Linked DNA regions of Arachis hypogaea: region 1 is linked to region 2. Evidence: chromatin contacts called from public Hi-C data. All regions are on one chromosome and are shown on one strand. Each heading gives the region's core, a stretch centred on a gene start, on an enhancer-like site or on the middle of the called end of the contact. The rest is flanking DNA. Distances are from core to core; before and after follow the strand shown. Region 1 holds the start of LOC112788955 (fatty acid elongase 3-like). Region 2 has its middle 7.0 kb from the start of LOC112714896.

Region 1 (6,204 bases), core at 1,988-4,487, 44 kb after region 2:
CAGCATCAAAATGAATTTAAGACGAATATGCCTCCGATGATGATAACCCAACCCACTGGCCCTGGGTTAGGAATATAAAAGGGAATAGAATAATAATAATGTTACATTATTAATAAAATTTATAATATTTAATTAATATTTTATATATTATATATTATATTTTAAATATTACTTTAAATTTGAATAATATAAAAATAAATTATTAATTAAAATATTAGATTAATATTAATAAAAGTTATTAGCTTCTTAAAATTTTTTAATAAAATATATAGAGAAAGTAAGAAGGAGGGACCGCAAGAGGAATAGTGTAAAAAATGTGCAAATTGTTTTTTATCTGGTAATAGAAACGGGATGAAAAATAACCAAATATTTGAAAATTATGTTACCAAGAAAAAGTCAAAATTGAGATTTAAAGAGAAACCAACACATAAAATTCAAACGAAGCTTCCCAGGAATAATTAATTAATTATCATGCTTGTTGTCCTTTTGAAGCAAACTATGACTTGTGTTTTTTATTAGTGGTTTTGGCAAATGAAATATAAATTGAACTCAGAGATTTGAAATTAAATTGATAATAAATTTAAGGTTTTTTTACATAAATAAATTATTAGAAAATCGATTTTATATGATTTTTCGAAAATAAAATACACAAAAGTCTCTTTTTAATTATTTATATAAACTGTGTTAGAGTATTCAATTTTACCTCAAAAGATATATTGTGGTAGGGAGGGACAATTTATGAATTAATTTTAAACTGAAATTGTACATAAATCATGATAGAGTAATATACTTTACAAAAATATATAAATTGTAGATTCCTGTCACTATTTCTAACAAAACTAGTATTGTCTATTAATATATAAATAGTGGCAGGGTAGTAAGTTTTTATAATTTGTGATTTTTTTATTTTAATTATTTAAATATAATATTTACAAAAAATGTGTAATCTGTAACGCTACGTTTATCTATTAACAATTATATTTCGAATATATTACCCAAAAGCATGTTAAACAAACATCTTGAGTACACTAAATATGAAACACAACAGGAAAGCATAACCCAAGTGTGGTAAAGGGATATTTAGTTAACCGACTTAATTAAGTTTTTTTTTTAAAAATACCTTAAACAATAAATGATTATATAAAAAATAGTTTATAAATAAGTTATTTTGTATTTGGATTTTTAGTTTTAAAAGAGCTTATTTAATAGAAATGTGATAAAAAATAAAAATATTATGAGAGAAAGTTATTTTTTTAACTTTTCTATAAACTCTTAAATAACTTCTTAAAAAACTATAATTTAATTTTAAAAATTACACCAAATATTAATATTACTATTTTTTATAAATAAAAACTCAAAAAAACTATTTTTAAATCTTTTCAAACGAACCCTAGTGTACCTTGGATACGTCCTTAATGGAAAAAAGAGCATAGTACTTAAGATGTCTTCTACCACCATATAAGGGGTGTGTAAGTGAAAACTATTGCTTCATTTCTTATATTCTACTATTCTAGAGTCTTGGATAATTTTAAAAGCATACATCTAGATGAGGGATTACGTTTGATAAAACAAAAAAATATTAATAGACTGAATGCAACCTGATATGTGATCGAAATACTGAATTTCAAAGTCATGTATTTGTTATTTTTAATGGAAAATTAATTAATATATTTTGATTTATTTAGTTTTAGTTAATTAGATGTTTAATATTTATTTGAATGAGATTTGTTAAAAGAGTAGAGTTAAAATTTGATTAGGTATATATAAAATAATTTTTATTTGTCATGTTAGTTTATTATAAAATAATTATAAATTTTTATTTATTATTTTTAATTAAATAATATTTTTTCTTGTGTATTAAATTAGTTAATAATATGAAATAATGTTTATTGTCGTGTTAATTTATTATAAAATAATTATGATAATCTATTATTAATTAATATATTTTTATGGATTAAATTAGTTAATGATATGAAATAATTTTTATTCGTCATGTTAGTTTATTATGAAATAATTATATTTTTTATTTATTATTTTTAGTTAAATAATGTATTTTTTGTGCATTAAATTAGTTAATGATATGAAAAGCTTCACCCAAAAACACAATAAATTTCTATAGGAAAAAACGCATAATTTATTTAGCAAAACACAAAAAAACCTAAATCGATTGATAGAGGTGTTTGTGTTAACAGATTTGTGTGTTTTAAGAAAATTAATAAATTATTTAGCAAAACACACAAATTGTTTTTTAAGAAAACTAACAGTCAAACAAAAACGAAAAAAAAAAAAACGAATACGATCAGCACCTCAGATCAGAGGGGAATGAATTTAAAATTTTAGAATTCTATTTTAAAGAAAATATAATATAATGGGTATCAAATATTTGAAGTTTTGGGCTAAGCATCTTCAAAGTGTTGCTTCTTCTTGTCATAAAGATATTCTTAACTTCACATAACTAGCTAGTAAACTTTGTTTTTCATGTTATCTTTTGATGGGGAGGGAACAACATATAAATTTTGTACACCATATAAAAAAATAATTATTATAGTCTTAGAAAAGGCTAATTGTATTACATTTTACTTGAAAATAAAGTGACGAATTTCTTACTGATTTTAGATGAAACGTATGTTAGCGTGAGACTAATTTCAAAAGAGTAATACTTGGGGTTAGTTTTGTCTTAAAAAAATATTGATTAGGCACTTTTAACTCCTCAACAATATTAAAAGAGTTATGTTAGGTAATTAATAACTTTCTTGAACAATATATTATACTTTAAATTATTTATCTAAATTTTAATATTAGAATAACCATCCACATTTGATATATTTATTGTTCACATTATTTAATATTTTCATTGTCTATTTATACTTTTCTATATTAAAATTGTGGATATTAACAAAGTTAACAGGAATTTATTGTTACCAATATAATTTTTTAGAACTTTTATACAACAAATATATAGTAGAATATTTTCACACTTCAAATTTGTTAGATACTTAGATAGCAATTTAAATAACTATTTTGTTTGCTATTATAATTATTTTTATATATCTATATTATATATAACGAAGACATTAGAAGAGTTGGTCTCTTTTTTTAAAATATTTTTTATTATATATAATTCAAAAAATGATACTTTAAAAATTTAAATTCAAAATCTTTTAATTAAATTGATAAATTATTTACTATCTCAATTAATTTAATTTTAATGAATAGGTGCGCTACTATATATGATCTTTTTCTCTCAAATGGAATAATTGTTTAATCATCGCGCTGCTTGGCAGTTGGCACTGGCAGGCTCGCTATATCCCAGTGTCTCTGAGACGCAGTTTCCGAACAAATGAAAAAACCCAACTGACTATACCACGACCTCCATGGGCAACCCACCGTCGATCCACGCCCTCATCACCTTCTACCTCTCCGAGCACCCTTCAATTGTCGGCTTCCGTTGGAGCCACACCCAATCGTGGGGCTCCACGTGGTCCTTCCTCTTCTCTTCCATATCCCTCTACCTCCTTCTCTCCCTCTCCCTATCCCTCCTCCTCCGCCCCCTCCGCCGTCCTCTTCCCCTCGGCCCCCTCCCCGCCCTCCACAGCCTCGCCTTGTCCCTCCTCTCCGCCACAATCTTCGCCGGCATATTCCTCTCCGCCGCCGCAGAGATCCGCGACACCCGGTGGTTCTGGCGCCGCACGAAGACCCCCTTGGAGTGGCTACTCTGTTTCCCACTCGGCACTCGCCCCTCCGGCCGGGTGTTCTTCTGGTCCTACCTCTACTATCTCTCCCGCTTCCTCCATATGCTCACCACCATTCTTGCAATCTTAAGACGTCGCAGGTTGTTGTTTTTTCAAGTCTTTAACCACTCCATCTCCGCCTTCACGTCATTTTTGTGGCTCGAATTCTCTCAGTCCTTTCAGGTCCTCGCAATCCTCTTCACCACTCTTGTCTACTCCCTCGTCTACGGTTACAAGTTTTGGACAGCTATTGGCTTCCGCGGCGCCTGTTTTCCGTTCGTCCTCAACTGTCAGATCGCCCTCCTCGGTTGCAACGTTGCGTGCCACGTTGGGGTTTTCTTTCTCCACTTCTTCTTCAAGGGTGGGTGCAATGGGATTGGCGCGTGGGTCTTCAACTCTGTCCTCAACGGCGCTGTGTTGTTGCTCTTCCTCAACTTCTATGTGAGGGTTTATGTTTTTGGCAAGAGGGAGAGAAAGATCATTCATGGTGACTGTGCTCGCTCATCGTGCCCTGTTTTGATCTCTGGAAATTGAAAATCAGTTATTCCCTTCCGTCCTTCATAGTTTGTCCATTCAAAAATCCAATGTACTAATTTATGAAAGGTGGAAACTCAGGTACAGTCGACTTCATATGAAGTTGATCATCTAATAGCTCTCATCTATTAATTTTATGTGAAGCCGACTGCACTTGAATTTTTTCCTTTATGAAAGGGTGAAGACTCCCTTATAATTATTTCTACTTAAAGTTAATAGACGAAAAATATTAGATAATTTAATATATTTAACTAAATTATCATCGATGTAATAGCTTCACGTAAAAATAACTTGTGATGAATTCTCATCTTACGGAGTAGACAGTTATTTCAAAGCGGTGGGGAGTAGATAATGATAATTGTAAGCTGAGGATCAGAAAATGAGTGGCACTCTCTATGGTCTATGCTGCTGTTTGGGTCCAAAATTTCCAGGTTAATGGTTGGTCACTTTTTGTACAAAAGTATAGCTAAGACAAAAACAGTAGAAAGTGGAAGGTACTTTTTAAGTATAGAAATAATTGAAACTACAATAATGTAGAAAATTAAAGTTTTGTCAATTACGTGTAATGAATATGATTGAGAATTTGTTGTGTTTGGTTATCACGGATGCATATCGCGTAGAATATTCATCTCACGTTAGGTTGAAATAATGAAGTCACTGCATAGCAGCAAGATACGAAGCACATGCCAGATATTCCATGATCCTTCAAATAAATTTCAGTTGGAGTTGGGTGCTATATATCTGTCTACTGGTTGGAAATTTTAGTGCTTTTCTACAACTAAACATCATGAAATATGCCAAAATGACACCTTTTAATTTAGATGTGGTCAGGAGAATAGTGTAGGACGCTAATGCAGTAATAAAGTGTATAGGTGGTTATGAACAAAAGTTGGACTGTCCGATTTGTATTTTAAAATTAAAAAAAATTTGGGGTACACAAATCGGATCCTCTGATTTGTGTACTCCAAATTTTTTTAAATTTTAAAATACAAATTGGAGGGTCTGATTACCTTCGTCAAAATTTAAATTTTCTCCTCCATATTAATCAGACTGTCAGTAGGCTTAATTTTTTTTTACAAAGAAATCAGATAGTCCGATTTCTTCATCCCTTGTTTCAAAAACAACTGTCCCACATGGCCACATCCATATCTAACGCCCACAGTCTCCACAACAATGCACAACACACATGGAAGAGAAAATTTAAAGTTTATAAATGAAAGCTAACAAAATATGAATATAAGTTCAAAGTTTATAAAGAATGTGGTTTTGTGGTACAATTTGCGATCTCGTATCAATATTCAAAGAGGTTAGGACTTAGGAGGTATTTCCTAGTTTTTATGAGATATTTTACACTACTTAATTATATCTCATTTAAATATTAGTACTAATAAAAAACCAAATAAATAGTTATTTTTTTTTTATTTGACCTATTTGACAAGAATTTCCCAGTATCTAACTTGATTGTAATGGTGAAAATGTTATCATATGCTATCTTAAAATAAGATAATATTTTGAAATTGATTGACAACTTAAATTGGTTTCCAAAAGAAATTTGATTGAATATTTAGGTTGTCCATAACATTTTATACTCCAAGACGGTCTAAGGATTTCTCGTTATTAGTTTGCTACAATGATTTCAAAATTGTGATACATCATTGTCAACTAATATTTTTGAAAATTAATTGTGTTGTAATAAAATTAATTTAGAACTTATTTACTTAATACATATATTAATGACTTTATCAGTTTATTGAAAATTTGTATTTGTTGAAATGATATAGTAAGTACAACTGACCACAGAAAAGTGTTTGGTGAATGTGGTAAATGTTCGTTTGTTAAACATATTTAATTTTAATTTTATGTTATTAATTGATTTATAATATGAAAAATAAAAATATTATATACACATAAAAAATCAATAACTAAATTAGTTATTATA
Region 2 (5,867 bases), core at 1,039-3,538:
CGGGCTGGCGGGCTAAGCCCGCCAAAGCTCCTCTTTTTTTTTTTACTATTAACTACTAGGTAATATATATAATTTCACAACTATATTAATAAATTTATAATTTCTAATGGCATAAAAAATTATATTTTTTATATTCACAAACATTAAAATCTTTGTAATTATAAATATCTAATAAATATAATTATAAACCAAATTTTCATTTAAAATATAAGTATAAATATTCTCTCCAAAGCAAAATAAATATAATCCAAAACATAATTATAAATATTGTCTCCAAAATAACATAAACATAATTCAAAACACTCCATTTTTATCTTCACACTCTTGTAAGTTAGGTTCGGGGAAGCTAGGTTTTGGCAAAAAGATTGCAAAAATACCCCCTCACTAATAAAAATCTTAGCCCAGCGGGGAAGCCCGCTCCGCCCCGCCAAAGCCCGCCAAAACTCGTGGTTTAAACGGTGCGGGTTAGGCGGACTTTTGCTATTTGGCGGTCCCGATTTTTCAGCCCAACCCGCCTTTTTTGGCGGGTTACACGGGCCGGCCCGGCGGGTTTATGCCCGTTTGCCACCCCTAGGTACAGTCAACTTCACTTGAAGTTAATACCTGAGAATTGTTAGATAATTTGGTTGATTTGACTAAATTTTCATCTAACGACTCTTAGATATTAACTTCACGTGAAGTCGACTTCACTTGAGTTTTCACCATCGATTTTTTCCCTCCATATTATCATTATTCTACGATAATGACATCTTAATTTTGTGTGATAAATTCCTAAATCATATTGAATTAGGTCCACACTCATTTGATTCAAATATTATGAAATAATTATTTTTCACAACTTTAGTCTGTTAGATAAATTAAGATATGTATGTGATTACTTTACTTTTATGCTGGTTGACATGTTTTTTGTTCATTTTCTTTTTCTAAATTTAAGGTATAGACTACACAAATTCTTCTGTATTTTGTGCGTAAAATTATTTATTTTTATTAAAAAGAATAAAAATAAGAAAAATTAACCTATTTTATATTTTAATTATAAAAATTCTTATATCATATTACAAACTAATTCTCCTAAACCGAAACACAGTTACATTGAACTACAAGATTAACTTTGTATCTTATAATTAATTTGTTTGTAAAATTAGTTAAGTGTGATTATACATAACTATATGTTATTTTATATGATAAAACTATTTATTTTAAAAATTAAATTATTAAATAAAATCACATAAATATTATGTACCTAACAAATGTATGATAAATCTGTGTGTGGGCCTCTACGTTCATTTGATAGATTTTGCTGGAACTATGTAAGATATATGATATGATTGAACCGTAATTGGTTAGAGCATTAAAGCCTAAAGGTGATGAGTCAATAATGGTGTCAATTTAATTGATATTAAAAATAATAAAGGATAAAAATAAGTACCCTTAAAATATATCAGCTTAATTTTAATATATTAACAATATAAAATATTTTATATAATTATTTAATTCATAAAATTATATAATTAGATTAGTTTAATTTTAATATATTAATAGTGTAAAGTATTTTACTAAATTATATAATGACATTCGTTTTTTTAAATGATTATTCACACAATTAATATAAAAGATAATTATTTTTATTATGTGATATTACGTAAATTAGATGTACGTATTGTTGCGACCCAACCCGGCTGGTTTCATAATAGACCCGACCGGTACGCCCCTTTGCCGGGTCCGGACGACCGCCTCGCGAGGCACCTTTCCTCCTGGGTGCCAGCTCACCTGGTGACAGCTAGCAAGGGAAAGCTTCGCAGAAAGTGGGTCTGTCCGTGCGAGACCCACCTCTGACACAGTATATATGGGGAGGGTCCTACTCCTCTCCCAAGATACGTAATCACAACATTTCTCTTTTACTGTCTGTACCTCAGAGTGTTTTTGCAAGTGGCATCCCCTTTTACTCGTCAAGAGATCGGGAGGACGACAGCTAAATCATCTCGCCAAGACAGGACCCATCTTCACACCCAACTAACAACTCGAACCGTCCGGTAGGATAACTTATCGAACACATATAAATTTATTTTATACAGTACATCAAAATATTAAATTCTAATTAAACATATATATAAAATTATTTTATATTAATTGTGTATGAAATTGAAATTCAAAATATATACGACAAATTTCCAGGAAATGGATAACAACGAAGGCAACATGAACAAGATCACTTTGCAGACGTGGTATATAACTTTAATGACCAAGTTGTAGCGCACCGTCGCCGTTTCTTTAAAATTTGTTGTCCTGTTTGGCTGTTTTCTATTCATGATTGCAACGCACTAACGCATTCGTTGATGACACTGGAGCAGTGTCTTATTCGTGCTGTCGTTCTAATCATATCCTTCTTCTAGTTGTGTTGGTTTGATTTTGATATAAAACGTCTTGAATATTAGCCCCACAAGAATCAAAATTTGCTAAGGCGGTGTCCTACATCTAACAATCATAGAGGCCCAAAAAGTTCCACATTCACCAAGGGAAATCCTCAATTTTATCTTTCATTATCTCTATTGCCTTAGCTCTTAGGCTTTTGTTTTAATGGAACATTGTTATGACTGGTCGCCTTTCTAATGAATAGAGTATTATTCACAAATTAGGCACGCCTTCCTTTTAATTTAGTCCAGCTCTGATCTATTAGTGAAAGATTTATAATTTTTTTTGGAATTTAATTTTAATGCACTAACAGTATATATAATTGTTAAATTATATTTACTTTTTTAAATAACTATTTATAATGTCAAAATAAAAAAATAGTTATTTTTATTAATATAACGATACGTAATTAAATGTACGTATAAAACTATTTTATATTGATAAACTATTAAAATTAAATCATTTTTTTTCTTTTGAAATATTCGTGAAGGATTTTGAAATGTGGAGTAAATATCAATCTGGTTCTTATCTATTTTTACGAAGAATAATAAGATGTCTGTTGTCCAAAAAAAAAGAAATCCTTCAACCATCAACCTTTTTATTTTAGGACAATACGACTTCTTTATTAAAAGATGTGTTAAATAATAACGAAAATTAGTTTTGTGGCGGGTTTTATTTGTAATTTGTGGGGGTTTTAAACGTCCACAAACTATTAATAAGTTATTTTTAAAAAATTCTTTCATCGGTAGTTACGTGGAGAAAGATCATTGCTGAAAATGATATTGCAGAAGAAAAAAATAATTACAGTACGAAAATTTTTTAAAGAGAAAAATAGCATCGAACAAGTATCGAACAATAAATAAAATAAAATAACATTAATATTGATGATATTTGTATTGGTAACGATGAGCGTAGAAGAAATAACAATGGTGATAAAGTATGGTTATACAATAGAAATAGGTAAGGGAAAATTGATAATAATAAAAATGAAGAAGGTGATGGTAGTAGTGATCATAGTTAGTTATATCATTGAAAAAAATTTTGTAGAAGATTTTAAACCCCTACAAATTACAAGTAAAATTTTTACAAAATTAATTTTCATTACTATTTAACGAATGTTTTGACAGAAGAATCGTATTGTTTTAAAATAAAAAAGTTGAGAATAGAAAAAATATTTTTTTTTTAGACAAAAAACACCTTGTACTTTGTGAAAACAGACAAATGAATAAATGACGGATTGAATTTTTACTCATAAAATGTTAGTATAAAAGAGTGATACAATATAATCAACAAAATTGATCATTTTTAACTAATATTTAATTAATTATAAATTTTAATAATATAAAAATAAAATATTGATTCAAAATATTCATTAATATTGATAAAAAAATATTAGTCCTAACATTTTTCATAATATAATCCGGTTTTAATAGAGAGTGAACTCTTCTTTGACTAACAATGAGCATAAAGTAATAAGTAGCAAAAATGATAAATAAAATAAAATAAAATAAAATATTAGTTGATTATTAATTAAAAATTGGTTTCTAATCTTCTACCAATATGATAACAGTGAAACAAAAAACTAACGATGAAATGTTTTTTTTTTTATGATTACAAATTCACATATCTCTAAAGAAGGAAGTAGAAAAAATAATGATGAAACCTATATGAAACTTTTAATAACTCATTTATATAGACATGGTCTTTAATTAACTAATAATGTTAAATGGCCAACAGATTTTATTATTTTTTATTAGTATTTTTAGTTAATAATTTAATTTTTTTGTCTACTAATTTAATAATATATTTTTAATTTATATTGTTAAATATTATTAACTAATTACTAACAAAAAAATAAATAAATAAATTTTGCTAACTCTCTAATATTTCTTTTATACAATAAAGAGTTGAACTGGGTTCTTCACTTTTAAGACTAAAAGACTCAAGTTGAAGTCCTTAGATGTTTAAGACCATATATAAAAGGCCACCACTATGGTGGCTTTCAATGTGGTGGCTATAAATGCCTATATATTGATCTATCAATTTAACAATGACACATAGTATATTTTTTTGTAAGGGTTATGTTAAATAATTATTAATTTTTTTTAAACAACATAACAACAGACTTTAAAATTAGTTCAATTCACATAAAATATACTATATTTTAAATTATTCACTTAAATTTTAATATGAGAATAATTATCTGCACACCTAATAAATTGAATATCCGATATATCTATTATTCACATTATTTAATATTTTCATTGTCTACTTATACTTTTCTTTTTTGTAATTAATAATTTTAAATTTTACTTGACTAATATTAAAATTTAATTAATAATAGTAACTTTAGACTTCAATTTTTTTATTGCGGAATAAAATGATTATTTTAATTAAAAATAAAAGATATAAATAATTATTTATTATCGTGAGAAAAAAATTAATGCAATGTAAGTATTTTTAGATATTATCATTTTTTAAATTTTGGGCATTGGTAGCGCTCCATTTCCGACGACGAAAGAAAACGATAAATCATTTTTTTTGTCAAAATATGATAAATGGTATAATTTTTTTCTTTTATTTACAGACTCATAAACATGTCATTATTTATTAATAGAACTGAAACGTATTTCAATTTTTCATTTTGTATAATTGAAAATATCATTTTATAAAGTTCATAGTCACCATAGCCACCAAAACTTGTGGCCACCATAGACTACACCTATATAAAACTAAAAATAAATTGTTACAAAGTTATTGACATAAGCCTTATTACAAATTAAAAATCTCTTGTTACAAAAAGATTTTATATTTTAAAAGAGAAGTATTAGGGAGTCAGTAACTTTTGTGATTTGTAACTATTAAATAGTCATCAATGATAATTTTAATTGTGTGAGATTGAAGTGAGATTTCATTCAATAATTCACTTTTCTTTGCTGATTACATGCTGGCTAGAATTTAATAAAGTTGCTGTCCCTTAGATTTTTCTATTTTAAAAATAAATAATATTTTGTAACAAAATTTTTAACAAAAGATGTTATGAATTCATATATTTTTTGTATTAAAAAACTTAAAGAATCATCCAACAATATAAAAAGACAATATATGATACAACAAAGTCAACTCCAAAATTATTAAGATCTTGGCATATAAGATCTTATCATATCCATTCACATTATTCTTTTTCCAAATTTGCTTTTATTTAGTTTAGTTTACAGAAATAATTGTTGTGATGACAAATATAATTGTTGGAATAAGAATATAGCCCAAATTATTTTGTGATTTAATGTGTGTTAATTAAGTGTAACAGGTATGACTTAAGTTCATGAGAAGAGCTGTTAGATAATTCATTCTGATGAAGCAACAATAGTGTGATCAAAATACTGGCTTAGATTATATTAGTTCCAACTTGATGAAAAAGAAAAGAAAATGATAGAATTGGAGCACTTATCATT

Evidence for each region. A called contact is a pair of places that touch in the nucleus more often than the background predicts.
Region 1: a Hi-C map of an unstated tissue shows a contact between it and region 2, with 2.3 times the contacts expected there. The contact joins the promoter of LOC112788955 here to the enhancer-like site in region 2. A contact is called at or near these places in 4 of 8 Hi-C or Micro-C datasets (leaf and an unstated tissue).

Annotation. Positions count from the first base shown.
Region 1 is chr1:896,102-902,305 of arahy.Tifrunner.gnm2.J5K5, forward strand. LOC112788955 (fatty acid elongase 3-like) reads left to right here and starts at 3,238. Exons shown (of 1, transcript XM_025830650.3): 1 at 3,238-4,521. The coding sequence starts at 3,375. The coding sequence ends at 4,265.
Region 2 is chr1:853,288-859,154 of arahy.Tifrunner.gnm2.J5K5, forward strand. No RefSeq gene overlaps it. Among protein-coding and RNA genes, the nearest start is that of LOC112714896, 7.0 kb to the left of the region's middle. Within about 2 kb of position 2,289, at least 1 of the 3 cell types and tissues checked has open chromatin away from gene starts, as enhancers often do.